2 separate regions of the Pan troglodytes genome follow, and region 2 is linked to region 1. Evidence: chromatin contacts called from public HiChIP or PLAC-seq data. All regions are on one chromosome and are shown on one strand. The core of a region is the stretch at or near the end of the contact, and the rest is flanking DNA. Distances in the headings are between cores, read along the strand shown.

Region 1 (3,357 bases), core at 10-2,509:
GAGAAGGAAATGTGAATGTGATATAATTTTTCATTTGTCCTTTTTTTAAAATCACTTAAAAATGTAAAAGACATTCTTAGCTCGTAGACCCTACAAAAACAGGCAGCAGGCTAGATATGGCCTGGGGGGCACAGTCAGTGGACCCCTGTTCTAGTGGATATGCTCTTCTCAAAACCTGATGTTTAAAAGAATTTTCCAGGTGTGCCATTGGTCAATGATTGCGGGTAACGCTAAAAGAAAACCAGGTTAATTTAACAAAATACTAACATTAGAAAAATAGCCACATCTGATTACAGAGTTTGTATAAAGCCTCCAGCCTTTACTTTTGGCTATGAGGTTTTATGATTCCAGGCCCCACAATACAGGCCCCTTTTTTCTCACGGTCAAACTCTACAAGACACGTGTCCGCTATTCCCCTCTCCTGGGCTCTTCCAGGTGCACAGAGGGTGGGACTGCGTGCGGTATGATATACTGGTTAGGACAGCAGCTCCGGTCTAAGGCCCTGTCAGCACTGACTAGCCACACACGGGGAGAGTCACCTAAACGTCCAATGCCTTAGTTTCCCCCTGTAAAATGATGTAAGAGAGTTGATAGTGTGGTTAAAAAAATCAGACAATACCACACTAGCCTAAGCAGAGCGCCTGGCACACAAAGACTCCGCAGTAAAAGGCGGCTCCTATTATTGGAACAATTAGCATAGAAACTCAACTGCCGCCCCTCCAGGTGGGCCTCAGAGGGGGTCGAACAGGACCAGACCCAGGAGGGCCCCACACCAACTTCCGGAGGGCAGGACTCTGCCTGCGAGTGAGCCCCAGATTCAGGGACTAAGGCAGCAGGGGTGAAAGCAGGTAGGGGGAAGGCGGGATTTGGGGGACAGGGAGCATGGGGGAGGGAGCAGGCAGCGGGGGATTGAGGGAAACTAGCAGCACGGGGGTTGGGGGACAAGCAGTACGGGGGAGGAAGCAGGCAGTCGGGGGTTTGGGGGGACAGGGAGCACGGGAGAGGAAGCAGGCAGCCGGGGGTTTTGGGACAGGCAGCGGGGGAGAGAGCAGGCAGCAGGGGGTTTTGGTGGGACAGGCAGCAGGGGAGGAAGGAGGCGGCAGGGGGTCTGGGGGAGATAGGCATCGAGGGAGGGGCGAGCGGGGCTCCTCCCACGGGATCCCCCGAGTGCGCCAGCGACGAGGGGTGCCGGTCCTCAAACTCCCGCTGCTGGAGCAGGCAGCAGGAAGTACCTCACCTTTCAGGATGGGGGCCGCCATGACAGACGGCGGGATCCGGCCAGCTGCTCTACGCGGTGCTTGCGAGCCTGGCGGCGCGGGCGGGCACTGGGCATGCGCGGGGTGTGCGCGCCGCCGTCACCGCGCTCCGCTGAATCCGCGTTTCCGGGATTTCTCTGTAGGTGAGGCGGGAGGCTGGAGGGAGCTGAGCTCCCGGGGAGGGGGCCCGATTCCGCCTCGCCGCGCCTCTGGCTGCTGGGCCGTGGGTTTTTCTCTTCTCCTGGGAGTAACGAGGACGACGGCCCCTAACCCCTGAATTAGCCTTCTATTTCCATTAGTGACTTAGAAGCTACCCGGCGCCTCATCTGGGCTCACCTGAGCTGAGGATCAGGAAGGGGAGGGGGCACAGTCATTGCTTCGCGGGCGCTGCGGGACCCCAGCGGAACGCTTTGTGCGGACTTTCGGCACCGTTATGGCCCCTAGCCCGACACCACCTGGGGCTGGTGCGCCACGTTACTGTTCAGGGCCAGACGCACCGCCCTGCCTGCTCCGGGGAGCCGGACCTCCGATCCCGGGGATGGGGGACCCCGAGACCTCAGACCCAACGGAGGGGACTCTGATACCTCAGACCCCACGCGGGGACCCCGAGGCTTCAGACCCCCACAGGGTGACCCCGAGATCTCAGACCCCCGCAGGAGGACCTCCAGACCTCAAATCCCCAGTAAGGGAGTGAAAGAGACTTCGGATCCCTGAGGCAGCAAATCCCTGTAGGGGCATCCCAGGACTCAGGTCACCGCGGGGTGAACCCAGACCTCACATTCAGGCAATCCCCAGGACGCCGATCGGCTGGCACTACCCACTGTCCCGGCCACCCCCCCGGAGCTCAAAGGCTTGGCCCTCCAGCTGCTCCACCCTGCCGGCTCCCAGGCTCAAACCTGCAGCCCGCGGATCCCCTGCCCCCAGAAGCAACCAGATTCGCGGGAGGTTACCTGACTGATCCAAGGTGATACAGCTGGTAACTGATGGAGATGTTGGTAGTGAAATTCATGTACTTTTAGTTCTTTCTATGGAATCTAGAGGTAGAATACATGTACAAGAATATCAACTACCGTCTACTCAGGTCTCTGTTTCATCTGTTTATTCATTCACTCTCAGCTTTTAATAGGATCCAATGAGCCCTCTGGTTCTGAAGAATTGCCTTGAGTATATGCAGCCTCAAAAAACCCACTTCCTAGGCTCAGTCTTTGATCAATATTTATCATTATCACCAGTTATTGTTCTAATAAACTCTACTCTGGAAATATGGTGTTATGGTTTACTTGGGAGTGTGAGTTCAGGGCATCATTGAAGACTCACGTACTTTTACTGAGAAAGTGACATTGATCTCTGTAGATTTAGAATTAAATGATATGATGAAGTATATAAACCAATTACTTTTGGTCAAGGTGGTGAAAAAAGTCTGGTATTTGATAGATTCTTCAGCTCCACGATCACAGATATTTTCTCCTAGGATTTCTTCTAGAAATATTACTGTTTTAGGTTGTATATTAGGTCTAGGTTCTACTTTTTTTTTTTTTTTTTCTCCAGGCAGGGTCTCACTCCGTTGCCCAGGCTGGAATGCAGTGGTGTAATCACAGCTCACTGCAGCCTCAACCTCCTGGACTCAAAGGATAAGATCTGCTTTTAATTAATTTTTGTATACGGTATGGGATAGGGACCAAAGTTCATTTTTTTGCATGTATACATATCCAAATGTTCCAGCATCATTTGTTAAAAAGTTGTTTTTGTCTCTACTGCATTTCCTTTGTGGTTACATCAAAATCTGTGTTGCATATGTATGTGTTTCATTTTAGGCTTCCTATTGTGTTCCATCGAGCTATTTGTCTTTTTGCTGCCAGCACCATGCTGTTTTGATTATTGTAGCTATATAAATAAGTGATGAAATCAGGTAGTTTATGTCCTACAACTTTATTTTTATTTTTCAAGGTTATTTTGTATCTTCTAGATTCTTCAGATTTCCTTTTAAATCTTAGAGTTGACTTCTCATTTTGCACAAAAAAATACTGCTGGGATTTTGATTGAGATTGTGTTGACTCTACAGATGAATTTGGGGAGAATTGACATTTTAACCATATTGAAT
Region 2 (3,838 bases), core at 358-2,857, 370 kb before region 1:
AAAGGGCCAAATATAAGTGTACTAAATTTGGAAGGCAGTCTAGGAAAAAGCTGGGTGCCCAAATAATTAGTGGGTCACAGAAGCTGGCCTGTTTCCGTGAGAATCATCACAAGTGTTCCCCCAGCCCCCAACAAAACGCAAAAAGTGTGCATGAATCCTGGCACCCCCAATGAGAGGCCTTAGAACAAGAAGCAGCAGCTCATGCACTGGACCCACTAGAGTGCCAAGGGATGCCCACCAACTCCCTGATGCCCTCATGCCCTCTCTCCACATTGAGTCACTTTTTTTCTTTTTTTGGTAAGAGGGAAACAGGTTCTCTCTCTGTCCCTGAGGCTGGAGCGCAGTGGTGCCATCTCAGCTCACTGCAGTCTCTACCTCCAGGGCTCAAGCGATTCTCCTGCCTCAGCCTCGTAGCTGACACTACAGGGGTGAGCCCCCACACCCAGCTCATTTTTATTTTACTTTTAGTAGAGGTGAGGTCTCACTCTGGTGCCCAGACTGGCACATGGAGTCACTTTCTACCCAAGAGCTCCGGATCGGAAATGGGGCTTTTTTTTTTTTTTTTTAATCAGTGTGGCCTTTGGGCTGCTCCACACCCCCTTAGGAAGCTGGAGCTGTTTACCACCTGGGGAGCCACAGGAGGGGCCTCTTCCCATCGGACAGACCCCAAGGAGCAGCTCCGGCAGCGTTTCTGAGGCCAGTTGTAAATCCTTTAATACCACAGGTGGATGCACCCTTTGATGGGCAGAAGAGACGCCCCCTTTTCCACTCGTCCTGTGGAAACTGTCTTTCCGGCATGTCGCTATGACTTTTGACTTGGGACACTGGGCTAGCAGGCCGGCGGCCTGCGAGCAGTGAGTCCACATCCACCCTCTCGGTACCTGCAGGATGCTGGTGGCTGGGACAAACAGGAAGGCCTGGGAGGAGCGTCAAGGAACCACAGGCCTGCTTCCCTAAGTCTATTTTGATCACCTTTGAGAATGGTCTTCTTGTCAAGTCAGGTGTGGTTGCTTTGCCTCACTCCCTAAAACAGCGGGGTGAGAGGCCTTACCTGTCATTGTTTTTCCTGCCTCTAGAGTGAAATGAACTGAAACAATCAAGCCCCAGTTTAAATAACACAACCTCCTCAGCTGCTTCAGGCTCTCAGACATGGTCTGTAGCATCTGGGCAGCTCATTAATTCAACCCAAGCTTAGGGAAATCTTTAGGAGAGGATGTCCAAGCTCTGACCAGGTGCTGGGTGCAAAGGTGAAAGCCCCTTAGCTCCAGAAGTTTCCATGTAACAGGCCAGTGCCTCACTAGGGCTACCACAATCCCACACCACAAGCTGAGCCCCTTCAACGGCAGACGTTTATGTCTTACAGTTCTGGAGGCTGGAAGTCCAGCTTCAAGGTCCAGGCAGGGCTGCCTTCCGGCCGTGTCCTCAAGTGACACAGAGAGAAAGTTCTGGAATCTCTTCCTCTTCCTGAGGGCACTAGTCCCGTCATGGGGCTCCACCTGATACAGTTTGTATGTTGCCCCCTCTAAGTCTCATGTTGAATTGTGATGCCCAGTGTTGGAGGTGGGGCCTGGTGGGAGGTGTGGGGGCCATAGGGACAGATCCCTTATGATTTGGTGCTGACCTTGCATAGTGAGCAGGTACTTGCGAGATCCGGTTGTGAAAAGTGTGTGGCACCTCCTCCTTCTCTCTTGCTTCTGCTTTCACCATGTGACGTGCCTGTTCTCACTTCACCTTCCACCATGAGTAAAACTCCCTGAGACCTCCCCAGAAACTGAGCACATGCAAGCGCCATGTTTGCTCAGCCTGCAGGACAGTGAGCCAAGCCAACCTAGTTTCTTTATAAATTACCCAATCTCAGGTATTTCTTTAGAACACTGAAGAATGGCTTCGTACACCACCTTCACAACCTCATCTAAACCTAATCACCTCCCAAAGGACCCGCCTCCAAATCCCATCACATTAGGGGTGAGGGCTTCAGTGTGTGAATTAGGGGTGGGACACACATAGCCCATCGCACCCTTGTCATTGGGTTTAACAAGTGATTGTTCTAAGGATGAGCTGATCAGCTCAGCTTGTGGAGACAGCGTAGCCTTCAGAAAGACAAACCCTCGGGTTGGGTTTTGAGAAGTGAGTAGGAGTTTGCCAGGGGAAGTGCATTACAGAGCAAGGAAAAGGGGATCCTGCCCAAGAGTTTAGGTGTCATCAATCTTTCTTTATAGCTCATAGAGTAAAATAATAACAAATGCATCCAATACATCACTCATTCAAAAAGCATTTAATTCAGCTGTTACTAACGTCCCTGTGAGAACGTGCCTGCGGAATCGCTGGTGATCGTTCTGCTCTTATGCCTTTTAAGAGCTCTCTAGACAGATGGACACGCACCGAGTTGCTTTGAGAATGTCAGACGTAAGAGGCGTATAGATCACAGTAACTGTAGCAGGGAGGGGAGATTTAAAGCATCGAGGTTGTCTTAATATACTTCTGTCTGGCACAGGCTTAGTGTGTACTTGACTCTCCTGGGAAGCTTCCTGAGCTGGGGCCTGAATACAGGTGTGGAGGGAGCTCCGTGGGCAGAGACACCAGAGGGGCCTCACCAAAAGCCAAAGGCCCCACCCGCCTCCAGAGTGGGGAGTGGAGTGGTCAGAGGAGAGGTGTGTGACTTTCCCGACGGAACACGTCACGTCTTATGTGTTGGCATCTCCTGCTACACAGTGATTCTCAGAGCTTAGGGGTGATTTCGTATCAATCTCTTTATGAGTTTGCTTGGGCTGCGATAACAAATATCACAGAGTGCGTGACTCAAACAATAGAAATTGATTTTCCCACAGTTCTGGAGAGTAGAAGGTATTGGCAGGGCTGGTTTGTCCTGAAGCCTCTCTCCTTGGCCCCTAGACGTGTGTTCTCCCTGTGTCCTTACAGGATTGTCCCCCAGGTGTATCCTCGTCCTAAATCTCCTCCATGTGTAAGGACCCAGTCAGATTGGATTAGGGCCATGTAATGACCTCGTTTTACCTTAATTACCTCTTTAAAGTCATATCTCCAAATACAGTCACCTTCTGAGTATTAGGGGTTAGGACTTCAACAGAAGAATTTTAGGAGGACCGAATCCAGCCCGTAACAATCTCCATGACCCCAGAACCACCTGGCACAGGGATGTGTTTTGCACATGTTTGCTCGGTCAGCCTCAGCCTAAAGGCCTTTTTACTTCTGCTGAACAGCTTCAGACCCTGGAAAACAGGGCTAACTTGTTAACTGGCAGCTTGAGGGCAGGAAGATCTGTGGATTGGGCTCTGCCAGGCAAGGCTGGGCTGCAGGCTTGGGCAGGTTTTGAGTGCCATAAGAGGGTGCTGGGCAGGGCTGGGCTGCAGGTTTGGGCAGGTTTATGAGTGCCATAAGAGGGTGCTGGGCAGGGCTGGGCTGCAGGCTCTGGCAGATTTTGAGTGTCATGAGAGGGGACAGCCAGGGGCTCCCTGGACTTCCGCAAGGGCTCCTGCCAGGGTCCGAGCTCCCAGGTGGAACAGGCTCCCTAGCGGATGCCTCTCAGCGCCTTCCCAGACTCCTCCATTCCATGAACAAGCCAGGACCTGCTGAGGGGGACCAGGAGGTTCACACCTCAAGTGCAGTGGATAATAGCCTACTCACGGCTCACCCCAAATCCATCTCCATCCTTTACCCTGATGTCACCTGTGGCAAATAACAACAGAGCCAACTCCCACTCACTGTCCAGAAGCCTGCCTGGTAAGGGCTTTGGAACCCAAGGAAAGACACCGAGAAACACTGCAAGAGGCTGCAGCCATCACAGCCCTGCGCCTTCAGAGTTCAGCGCTGCTTGTCCAAG

Evidence for each region. HiChIP or PLAC-seq counts read pairs in DNA pulled down with a chosen protein or histone mark.
Region 2: an H3K4me3 HiChIP or PLAC-seq map of stem cell-derived excitatory neurons shows a contact between it and region 1, with 7 times the contacts expected there. The contact joins the promoter of LOC134810812 here to the promoter of MCPH1 in region 1. A contact is called at or near these places in 2 of 7 Hi-C or Micro-C datasets (blood and induced pluripotent stem cells) and 1 of 1 datasets of contacts at active chromatin or transcription factors (stem cell-derived excitatory neurons).

Annotation. Positions count from the first base shown.
Region 1 is chr7:13,420,750-13,424,106 of NHGRI_mPanTro3-v2.0_pri, reverse strand. It overlaps MCPH1 (microcephalin 1), which reads right to left and starts at 1,259. Exons shown (of 14, transcript NM_001009010.2): 1 at 1,238-1,259. The coding sequence starts at 1,259.
Region 2 is chr7:13,795,106-13,798,943 of NHGRI_mPanTro3-v2.0_pri, reverse strand. LOC134810812 reads right to left here and starts at 1,607. Exons shown (of 4, transcript XM_063816860.1): 1 at 1,362-1,607.